Linked DNA regions of Zea mays: regions 1 and 2 are each linked to region 3. The links are chromatin contacts, called in public Hi-C maps. All regions are on one chromosome and are shown on one strand. The core of a region is the stretch at or near the end of the contact, and the rest is flanking DNA. Distances in the headings are between cores, read along the strand shown.

Evidence for each region. A called contact is a pair of places that touch in the nucleus more often than the background predicts.
Region 1: a Hi-C map of leaf shows a contact between it and region 3, with 5 times the contacts expected there. The contact joins the promoter of LOC100282916 here to the enhancer-like site in region 3. A contact is called at or near these places in 3 of 25 Hi-C or Micro-C datasets (bundle sheath, leaf and tassel).
Region 2: a contact with region 3 is called in a Hi-C map of leaf, with 5 times the contacts expected there. The contact joins the promoter of LOC100279861 here to the enhancer-like site in region 3. A contact is called at or near these places in 2 of 25 Hi-C or Micro-C datasets (ear and leaf).

Annotation. Positions count from the first base shown.
Region 1 is chr9:41,991,338-41,995,209 of Zm-B73-REFERENCE-NAM-5.0, forward strand. It overlaps LOC100282916 (Zinc finger protein CONSTANS-LIKE 9), which reads right to left and starts at 2,388. Exons shown (of 5, transcript NM_001155822.1): 1 at 2,167-2,388; 2 at 1-575. The coding sequence starts at 475.
Region 2 is chr9:42,369,174-42,372,850 of Zm-B73-REFERENCE-NAM-5.0, forward strand. It overlaps LOC100279861 (WW domain-containing protein), which reads left to right and starts at 1,406. Exons shown (of 10, transcript NM_001152814.1): 1 at 1,406-1,718.
Region 3 is chr9:42,193,930-42,198,172 of Zm-B73-REFERENCE-NAM-5.0, forward strand. No RefSeq gene overlaps it. Among protein-coding and RNA genes, the nearest start is that of LOC100280145, 96 kb to the left of the region's middle. Within about 2 kb of position 2,327, at least 10 of the 20 cell types and tissues checked have an H3K27ac peak or open chromatin away from gene starts, as enhancers often do. A contact at or near this core is called in bundle sheath and leaf, where this site is marked.

The DNA.
Region 1 (3,872 bases), core at 1,138-3,637, 200 kb before region 3:
TATCACTTACAAGTGTTGCACTAGCTATATCTAACAAAATACTGTCCCCTGCAGCATTATCTTGATTACTGACACCACTGTCGCTGATGCTCATCATGCTTATTCCTTGCTCACAGTTTGGCTCAGGTGCTACATTAGGAATATCTGAAACGAAGGACCATATTCTAGAAAGTTCTGCAGACGATGGACATCCTGAATAGCAATTTATAGTCTGCCTTTTGTGTCCGGCAGATGAGGATCCTGCAATGTGGCCATTCCAATCACAATTTTGGCAAAGCGAGGCATTTTCTGCTAGACAGCGGACCATAGCAGGCTGTGAAGCACACCGGTCACATAAAAGTGTCCTTGTATGACGCCGAGAAAGAGCATTAGCTGAATGCACATTACGGTCACATGATAAACACAAGGATGCTGCATCTGATCGGCAGTAAACCATAGACCTATGCTCCCCACAGAAATCACAGAGAGCGCCCATGATCTTTCCTATCAGCAAACTTCAAACCAGCTTCAGGAGATGTTATGCAGCCAACAAACTCTTCTTCAGAGTGTTTCCCAATCAATAGTTTACAAGGAACCTGTGCAGTATCGCAACTATTAAAAAGAATTACTACTACATCAGTAATCATTCTGGCTCTTTTACAACATGCATATGAATAATATTTTATCAGTAATTATCGCAACTATTATTTTATGAACTAGTAGTCTAGTACCCATACATCGTGTTAGAGAAATGCACATGATAGAATGACACTGACGTGATGACAGAAATTTGTTACTGGCAGTTACTCTGACCATGGCATCCACCCAAACAACAGGTTGTTTTTTTTTTCAACTTAATCCAAGAGAAACAATCAAACATGTTCCACCCATCAACATCTTACATCAGCTACAAGCAATATAAATATCAAGGATAATAAAGATTTGCTTCCTAATTAGGACATGTAGCCGCCATCTGCAATGAGACAGTTCTAGGTATCAATTGACTCATAAATCAGTGGACTCAGCCTCAATTTGCCGACCAGGGCATAAAGAACTGCGAAACCCACTACAAAAGTGCAGGCAACAAGTCTTGAAATCTTCTGTTCTCCGTGCATATTATAATTCAAAGCCCCCACTAAGTGCTTGCAAGAATGCGAGTATATGTCCCACGAGGTCACTAGGTACTACGAATCCTAGAAGAGATAATGTGTAAAAAAATGGAAGCCAGCCAGCATAAGACGTAAGACACAATTCTTAGTCATCCCTGACAGTGATTTCTTAGTAAATCCTATTATATAATATCCAACTTCTCCAAGCAACCAACACAGCGCAATACTATGGTAGGGAGGAAACATATGAAACATGAATGATTGGACCAATGAAATGAGCCAACAAACAGAGCTCGGTGATAATTTTATTTAAGCTAACAGAGGGTAACCTTTTCACCAGCAAAATAAATTCATGAGTTGTTTAGAAGTTTTCAGACTAAGGAAATCTTATGTGTGCAAAGCAAGAAGTGAAGTTGACTTTTTTTGAAAAAACTATATTTGGAAGGAAAAATGCAAATATTTCCAGTAAGTGTGCTCATACGGATGCATAACAAAAAGATTGCCCTTATCAATAACAAAAGGATTATAAGTATAAACATTTCTTAAAGCATTAGATTCACATCTTTGCACCTAAGACTGGATATAGTTAAAAGAACATGTTTTGATTATTCATATGAGAAACAATTTTTATTTTTTAAATGGAATTTTGTATGTAATTTGAGCACTGAAAAACCAGTATGAGTTAGAGCGTGACTGCGTGAGGCGGCAAATACGATGGTCGTTTAGGCCAAGGGAAAAAAACAAGCAGTTTTCTTACAGGATTCATGTCTCCCATATATTAAACTGAAAACAAATACAAGTATACAACAAAGCAAAACAAAATATAACGAAGAAAAAAATACAAACAGCCATTTCTAACACCATAAATCAGCATCAACCCAGTCTGAAACACAAACAGACATAAAATCGCAGCTGCATCGGGATCACCGGAAAGAGGAAAGGGGAACGATAAAGCGGCCGGTAACAAAATGATACGTATTTGCTGAATCAGACGTTGGGATTGGAGCCAGCGAATCCGAGGGAAGAGGTCGACCCCACATAAAAAATCCCGCGCCAAGGGAGAGGAAGAATAACTCACCGGAGGCAAAGCGACCGCGGCGGCTCCTCAGATCCGCCGGAGCGGTCGCCGGCTCGGCGCCTCCTGAGCGCCCCTGGGGAGCTCGGGTCGGCAACAGAAACCCAGGAGCTTCTAGAAAGGGATCAGAACCCTTTTTTAGAGAGAGGAAGGGAGGAACAAGAGAGAGATGCAAAGAGCAGAGAAGAGAGGGAAAGGCTGAGAAGGGGAAGAAAGAGGAAGTCTGAGGGCAGGCAGGCTAGCGGTAGACTGGTAGCGTAGAGGAAAAATTTGCTGAGGATGAGGTGGCGGGGCCCACGCCGGTGCGCTTTTGTGCGCTTTTTCGAGGGTAAGAGCGTCATTTCCCTCTGCCACAGAGGATAAGGGGGTGCGAGGGAGCCCGGGCCCGCGCCACGTTTGCAGCGCCCCCCACCCCCGGCCATCTCGTTTTGACATGCGCGGCCTCGGGCACATGGTCCGTGGCACGCCACCGTCACTAGCTGATGGTCCCAGCAAAGGTGGACCCAACGAGTCAGTGATTTGTTCTTGGGCTCGATCCGGTGGGAACTGTTGCGCAAAAGGTGAAGCAGTGAGCGGTGCGCAGGGTTTTTCGACTTGTCCGCGGTACTAGTACTGCCGTACTGGTACAGGTGGGTTGCTTCTCTGGCTCATGGGCCCGCACGTCACCGACGGACAGTGGCCTGCTTGCTCATTTGGCCATTTTGGCCTGGCCTGATTAGCGCGCCAACGGCTGGCTTTTTTCCCTGACTCCGGCTGGATGCATGTAGACTAGTATACTATGGTTACAGGGAGTGAGACAGCGGTGAGGCGGGCGGCAGTCGAGCCTCCTACCGTCTTACTGTTCCTGAGACCATAAAGTTCTACTGGAGTTTCTCTAAAATTTAGAAGAGTATACATTACTGTCTACGTTTTCGAATATTTATCATTCACTAGTTCATTTTTAAACTAAAACATAACAAATAAAAAGAACTAAGGAAGTATAATGTAGAAGAGGAAGTATAGAGGTTTAGTTTAGTTCCTTCTAAATAAAGTTCTGAGTCGGTCTCTGTATGGTTAGGTTGGCTAGGCTTCGTCCCTGCATGGTTAGGTTGTTGTATGACTTTGAATAGTTATTTATCCTAAAGAAAAAGACACTTCAAAATTTATTAAGGAACAATTTTTTTGTGTGGTCTTCTTTAAAAAAATGGTCTCTTGCTTTCATGTTTTTTTATACGAGTGAGAAGCAAATTGTATTTTTCGTGTTTTTAATAGACAAAAAATAGCTTCAAGCCTCTTGGAAGAAGAAACATCTGTCCTTAGAAATTCGAGTTAAGAGAGGATTTTAATATTATTGACCGATATAAAATTGAAAAGATCATCCACATGAAGCAAAGTATTGAATTGCTCTCATTTCTTGAAGTTGAAACGTCAAAATTAGCTAAGATAGAAATAATGCATGTATACATATGTGATAATATAGAATCATATGACTTCCACGAGACGACGAAACTGAGGGGTGTTTGAATGCACTAGAACTAATACTTAGTTAGCTAAAAATTGTTAGTATAATTAGCTAGCTAACAAATAACTACCTAACTATTAACTAATTTACAAAAATAGCTAATAGCTGAAATATTAGCTAGGGTGTTTGGATGTTTCAACTAATTTTAGTCACTAACTATTAGCTTTAGTGCATTCAAACATCCCCTGAGAAGATACAACGAGCATTA
Region 2 (3,677 bases), core at 156-2,655, 170 kb after region 3:
CCATTATATGGTCATTAAATAGTTGTTAAGCCTTTTATGACATTATCACCCAAAAGATTGTTAAATAGTCAAAAGAGATGGATCACTAAAGCCTAAGTTCATGTTTTGGGCTAAGTTTATACCGGGTATTTTATACCCACGGGTTAACGTGTATGGGTAGGTGTGGAATATTCTAATACCCGTTTACCATTGGGTGAAGGTTTTTTGCCCAATAAGAGACCCATGGGTAGAACATTTAGCCCATATACATACCCTAATATCGCGGGTACCCATTGCCATCTCTAACATCGGTCGCTTGGCCTCAACGTGACTTGTGACTGTCTCGGGCGTGTCGTGGCCTTGAGAGAGTCGTGTCCAGTGTGTTAGGAAACCGAAGGTGCGCAACGGTCGGCTCGGCTGTAGAAGGAAACAGATCAGTAACTGTTCAGTTCGGTGCACGCAGACAGGGAAGGCTGATTACTTCCCATATGAAGAACCAACGACTCCTAGGCTCCTTGAGGATATAAAAGGCCCCTTAGGCGTCATGGAGCAGCACCCAGACAACACACTGAAACAATCACAAGAGCATATAACAAACTCTGAGACTCCGATCACACTTTGATTCATTCGAGAGAGATTTGAGTGCTTTTTAAGTTGAGACTCTGTCGGTTTTCATTCGTGTGCTCTTTTCTTCACTTGCGTGCGTGGTCTTGCTGCATTTGTGCTCTTATGTGTGTTGCTACTCCATCCCTTACTCTTGTTATTGATTGTGAATATATTGCGTAAGGTGTGAGAGACTTCAATTTGTGTAGATTCCTTACAAACAAGAATATACTATAAGGAAGATAACCGTGATATTCAAGTTTGATCTCTGGATCTCATGAGAGGGGTTGAGTGCAACCTTCGTCCATTGAGACACCAAAATATGGAGGTAGGCCTTCGACCGAACACAGGATTTTGTTCTACTTTCTTTCATTGCGATTTTGTTCTTTCTAGCTTTCTGCTTCACTTTCAATATTGCTCTAGTTTCAATACACATCTTGTGAGAGCAAGTAAGCAAAAAAATCCACCTTCTATTCTTAATTGAACTTGGTTTTAGATTTCACTAACTTCATTTGTAGACCAAGTTTATTGTTTTTAGTTAAGGTTTTATAGAATCACCTATTCACCCCTCACATTAATATTGTGTCTCTTTTATTTGCCATGTCAGTTTGAGTACAAATTTTCAAATTATTGACCAAATCCAAATGATCATGCAATGCACCAAACTTTTCTAAATGGCTCCGATGCATCCGTTTTAGTTCCTATCGGACAAGCCCTCAACGGACCAGCCAAAAACAATCTCGTATCTTAAGACCGGCCTGATTTTATGGCGCTGGACCAACTAAATGGGCTTTAGATGCTGTTTAGATCTGATAGGTCGTGGCGGAGACGAAGAAGAGAACCGAAGAAGGTTCCCTCACTTCCCTTGCCTCGACGCGCCCAACCACGCCACGAAGCCACGCGCCCGCCGGCGGCTCACCTTTCCCGTCCCTTCACCTTCCCCTTCCCCTTCTCCGTTCGGTGAAACTGCGGGAGACCCTCGCGGCTTCCCCACCTCGACCTCCAAACTCTAACCACAGACGCATCGAAAACCCTCGGTGCCCGGCCGATGGGGAGGAGGAAGGAGCGCCGCCTGGCTGCCATGGCCGCGGCGGGCCGCAGGGTCAAGCTGGACCTCTTCCTCGATCTCCCCCCCGGTAAGTACCGCCGCCGCCCGGTTTGGTTCGATGTGGTTGTGTTTAATCGCTATGTGCCCTAGCTTTTTTTTTGACATGTTTTGAGATTTGCTATCGATCTTTGGTCGCTCGCCCTAATTGTCAAGCTTGAATCTTAGGCTTTCTTCGGTGGATCGTGTAAAATAGGGAAGCGGCACTGTCATCTGTTTGGCACTGTCATCTGTTCCCTAGTACCCCGCAAATAGGTTTGTCCGGTCTTCTGAATCACACAGCTCGATTTAGGGTAAATATGATTCATCGAACTTATCCTGATAAGTCATTGGGTTGGTCTTTATCACCAGATACTGCTTGGACTTGCCACTTTTGTGTGCCCCATAACTTTTTCGTGTCACGTTTTTGCTACTTCGTTTGAACGTGCACCAAGCCTGTTACAATTTCAGTGATATAGCGAGAAATACAGTCGTCACAGTTTCAGCCCCTTTCACCGCAAATCTATTACAATTCATAATTAAATTCTCTACTATTTTGGGAGGCTGTGTCACGTGAATGACCAAACCACCCAAATCTACAGACCCAAAGAACAAAATAGCTTTAGTGGCATACCCTTTCGGTGTACCATCAAGGTTACTAAACGACACAACGATGAAACACCCATGGTGGAGTTCTGACTTTTAAACGTTTTAAACGAAGTTTAAACGTAGTTGAAAACAACATAGGAAAATTTCAATATATCATAACTTCAAATGTTACCTTCAGTGTGGTGTGTATGTTCAGAACTTTAAATAGTTTAGCAAGTGAGCAACACAAACTTCAAATGTTGTTGCATATAGGCACATACCTTCAGTGTGATGTGTATGTTCAGAACTTTAAATGGTTTAGCAAGTAAGCAACACAGCGTGTGCAGTGTGGTGTTGCATATAGGCATATACCAGCAAGCGAGCAGCAACCAACAGACAGAGGCGTGTTGTCCACTGTCAACAGATATAGAGGGCACCGGTTCTGACGAGCACCACTAGACACTGTTGGCCGTCCTCCAGAGCACCAGACGCTGCGGAGTGCGGATGCTGGAGCGGTGGCGCAGCAGTGGTTGGAGGACGGGGAGACTAACAGACGGGGCACGACGGACGGGAGGACGGCCTGGACTTGGAGCGGCAGCCTGGATCCTAGAGTGGCGGCGCGGACATGAGGACAGGGCACAGCAGACGGGAGTGCACGGCGGCCGGCGGACTGGAATGGTGACGGTCGCGTGCGTGCTGGCGACAGTGTGTGGCGGCGGCTGGAGAGCGTGATACCGCAGGAGCTGAGAGAAGGCTGCGGTAGGCGTGGGTTCTTAACTGGGCTGGGCCCAATTCGATGGTTGGGCAGGAGTAAAACGAGAAAAATGTGACACATAATGTATATCCAGCATTTAAAGTACAAAACGTGGCGTTTAAACGCCAGAAAAACGACGTTTTACATTAGATTGTAAAACGTTTCAGCGTTTAAACACTGTCAACGTTTTGTAGTTTAAACGTCGTTTTAATAACATTGTGTACCATATTGATTAGTAACCTTCTTTTGAGACATACTTCCTATCTTCCAAACTATAGGACAGTTTGGCTTTTATAGATACATTATTTTTGCTATGTATCTAGACATAGTGTACATCTAAGTGCATAGCAAAAACTTCGTATCTAGAAAATCCAAAATATCTTATAATTTGGAACGGAGAGAGTAATAAGTAACAAACACACTGATGGAATGCCACAATGGCCCTATGTTTGAATGTTTAAATCATATTTTGAAGTATCTTTGACTTGGGAACTAGGACAATGGAAGTAACCGAACATGCATGTTGAAGCATACCTCACCTTGCCTGTATTTTGGGGGTTTGGGCCAGAGAGTGGTTGTGCTGGTGGAGCTAGGGGAATAGATGGGTTTTGGGTGGGTGTAGATCTAATTAAGTAATTATGCACATTGCACAACCAACTAGTCTCCTCT
Region 3 (4,243 bases), core at 1,077-3,576:
ACCACCAAGGCAGCCGGAGCCTGGACCAATATGCCGAAGCATGGGTACGCCACCTTTTTATTTCGATATATAGCACTAAGTTAGATATTATTTCTAACTATCTCGTTGGTTTTCGTTGCAGTCGGCGTCACATGGTGGCAGGCCTTGTTCCACCTTCTCGGCCTATGCTATGGCCCATAAGGGTAAGGCGACGTCCGACGTCACCTACAACCCGGATGACGGGCCCGAGGCCTACACCAACCCCGCCGTCTACAGCCGCCTCCATGACTACACCGCCATGGCGCAGGAGGTCCATGGCCCAGACTATGATCCGAGCACCGAGCCTATCGACCCCGATGTGCTCATGAGGGTCGGAGGAGGCAAGAGACATGGGCGGTACTGGATTGCCGACGGGGCAATCGACTCGTCCTCCACTCCCACTCTGTCTCAGGTGAGAGCAAGGAGCACTGGCTCGAGCCCAGCCATTCGACCTCGGCACGACAGCTCACAGCATCGCATTTCACAACTCGAGGTTAGTGCTTCTGTAACTCGTCCTTCCTTTAGTTATATACCTAGTCTTTGAGTTACTATAACATTGGCTTGTAATATTACAGACCCAACTAGAAGAGATGGAGGCGAGGATAATGGCGGAGCGGGCGGCGGCTGATCAGAGGATGGCGGAGATGTTCCAGTACATGCAGAGCCTTGGCGCCGCACAGGGCATCGCTCCGCCACCTCCATTGTTCCCCCCAGTTGACCCTACTCTCTTCCACACTCCTGTGAGTACCAAAATTGTAGTTAGATGTTTGTAATGCATCTGGTATAACACATGCTATCTCTTCTTTGTGCAGGGCCAATCTGGGGCGGCATCCAACAACCCTCCGGAAGGGTTCAGCCCAACGCAACCCCGGCCAAACCGCCCACCTCCATGAGTCGTTGTTTTAGACTTCACAACTTATGTATAATACTTATGTTTCTGTTTGATACTTATGTGAGAGCTTGCGACGTTTGAGACTTATGTTTGTGTTGAACACTTATGTTTGTGATGGATATTTATGTTTGTGGTCACGGTTTTATGTTTGTGTTGGCTATTTATGTCTGTGATGATATCTGTGATGTATATATGTGATATATATGTGATATCTTCTGTTTGTGTGGATGGAAAACAAAAAACAAATAAAAAAGGTACATACTGGTCACTTTGCCGAGTGTAACACTCGGCAAAGAGGCGCTTTGCCGAGTGTCAGGGTCATAACACTCGGCAAAGAGCACAGACCTGGGCACCGGCTTAGGTTCTTTGCCGAGTGTTATGCGCTGGCACTCGGCAAAGAGGTCGTCTTTGCCGAGTGCCAATTGGTACACTCGGCAAAGAGCCTGACATGGGGACCCTCCCTGGCGGGCTCTTTGCCGAGTGTCCCAAGTGGCACTCGGCAAAGAAGGCGGCTTTGCCGAGTGCTGCCAGGAGGACACTCGGCAAAGATATCTTCGTTGCCGAGTGTCACCGTTGACACTCGGCAAAGCCGCCGTCTCCGTCAACCGGCGCCGTAACGGTCGCTTTTCTTTGCCGAGTGCTCCCTGACACTCGGCAAAGATCGTTGCCGAGTGCCCGAAAAAAAGTACTCGGCAAAGAAGTCTTTGCCGATGTACTGTTTGCCGAGCCTTCTTTGCCGAGTGTTACACTCGGCAAAGCCTTTGCCGAGTGTTTTTAAGGCTTCGCCGAGTGCTTGCGGCACTCGGCGAAGAGGTTGATTCCGGTGAATAGCACTGGAACAACTGTACAACTGAACTTTGAGGTATGGCAGATACATGAAGAAATTGAACGAAAGACATAAAAATTGATAGAGACAATAGCATTGATACTATGATACTACCTACACTTGGCTGTATTTTACAAGGTTAAGCAAAATCTTGTCGTGAAATGTGCGGGTATGAGGCAGATCTAAAATGGAGACAAACTAATACACGCATGGAAAGGAAAATTGGAAGAAACGTGAACAGTCCATGGACCACTATTTTCAGCACAGCAATTGATCCACCAGTCTGTACACTTGATTAACAAAATTGGAAACTAATAGTACAAGGATCTGTTATTTGCTCGCGTGCACCAAAGTAATAAAAAATCAGCAGCACTTGATCCACCAGTCTGCACACTTGCTCTAGCTAAGTCGATTATATATACACTATTTGCATGGAATTGTGGCACCATGTTTCATCCATCCACAAAAACCACGGAAGACATGCATGACTGTTGGCTTCAACTCAACTCGACCAACCGCACTGCACTTGGTAGCATCGAGCTGTCACGGAAATGGACCATGAGCTGTACGGGGTCCGGCCCCTTTCAGGCCATCGTTGTGGACGTGGACATGGTCGAAAATCACAAAAAAAAGGAGCTGTACGATTGCTGCTTCTCCTGCTGCGTTCGTACTTTGTTTAATCTCGTTTAATAAGCAACCTCGCTTTAAGCAACCTTCGCGTTCATTATTGTATCTTTCAACAACAGTTAGCTACTACTTTCATGATATTTAACGACTTCTTTGGGGGGAGCTCTCATCTCGCGCCTACCAACTTTCGTACTCGACATGTGTGTGCCCACCCTCTGTTGACGAAACTGGATCGGTTCGTCGACAAGCATGCCAAACCCGTCGCGCACGTCCATTCACACGCCGTATCCGATGGCTTCTGTCCTTCTCAAAAACGAAAATGAAAAGTCGTTTCCGATGGCTGGCTGAGTCAAAATAATGCAACGTTCCGTAAAAGAAAAGGACAGTAGAGAAACTGTGCAAGAAGCCTACAAACATGTTTATGTGCAGCAGAATAGAAGGTTCAACTGACAACGTTCTCAAACATTTTTTTGCCATGGAAGTATTCTCAATTTGGCCTAATAATAGGGGCGCTCTTAATGCAGAAACCGTGACTAGTTTCTACATCCCGTATCACGCCCCCAAAGAAAACATCCTTGGACGTGGCAGCAGCCGCCGGACACTTAAAAACAATTGCCATTCATGTGTGTAAGGGATTGTGGACAAATCCTTTGACTATTGAGATATGTAATACTAACTTTGTTTCCTTACCAACCATCCCGGTGTTACATAGATAGAACCGGTGTTACATAGATAGATTGTACTCGTTGGCATCTTTTTGGACCAAACACTAATGATCTTTAGATCTCACTCATGGTGAAAGTGACCTTGGGGAATCTCCCTGCAATGCGGTCTTGAACTACACGTCTATTGGAGGCCTTCGTCTTCCGAAGATCCTCAAAAACACGGCTAACCATTTGTTTTCAGCATATTATTAAGTATTACAGGAGCTTCGTTACTAGAAAAGCTTCGGCATAGATCAATGAAAGTGTGACGAAGCAAGCTTCATTACGTTGATGCAGGAAGGCGACGTAGAGAGAAGGCGTTGTTCAAGCTGCTAAGTGCAAATGACAAAATTGTCCCTGTAACATTTGTAAACCTTGTATGTAATCTTTGAGGGTATGAATGTAATATCGTACGAAGCTGTACGATTGCCTATCCCATACTGTTCACGCTGGATGGGAATTACATTGAAGCTTTCTCCTTCAAGCAAGTCGAAGCTACAAATGTAATGTACATCATATATCACTTTGTTAATATATGAGATGGATCTTGATGTTGTTTAACATTTGATATGAAATGAATAAATGATATGATGTTATCTCTGTAATTATATTTTTATATTTGTATATCTGTGAATGATAAAGATGTGTTCTTCATGATCTTCATCCAAGATTCATTATACCCGAAGGGAGATATTGCTTCGAGGGACGAAGGTCCTTAACGTTTAACAATCGTGTTGCCTTGTTTTATGGTTCACAACAACCAGAAACAAGTGACCAACATTGGTGCACACCTCCGGTAAACTCAAACGATCACCTTCGTCAAGAGAACTCAAACGACCACCTTCGTCATGCCGCCGAAGAAGATAGCAGCGCCAGGGGCTGCCCTTGCTCCTCTGGACACCAATCAAGATGGGCTCCTTCTAAGGGAGGCTCGAAGCCAGAAGAGGAAAGCTATTAGCCCAACATCACGGGACGAAGAGTTGGATCACGAGATTAGGGATCTAAAAGCTATTAATCAACAAGTAGAGAGAAGATGGGAACAACGCTGTCATGGCAAAATCCTTTGTCATGGCAGTTAGAAGTGTTGCTCAAACTTGCTATTCATATCTTAGACCAGGAATAATTACATCATAGAAGAAGTTGAAGGATATATTGGTCACTAGCTTTTAGGGGTTT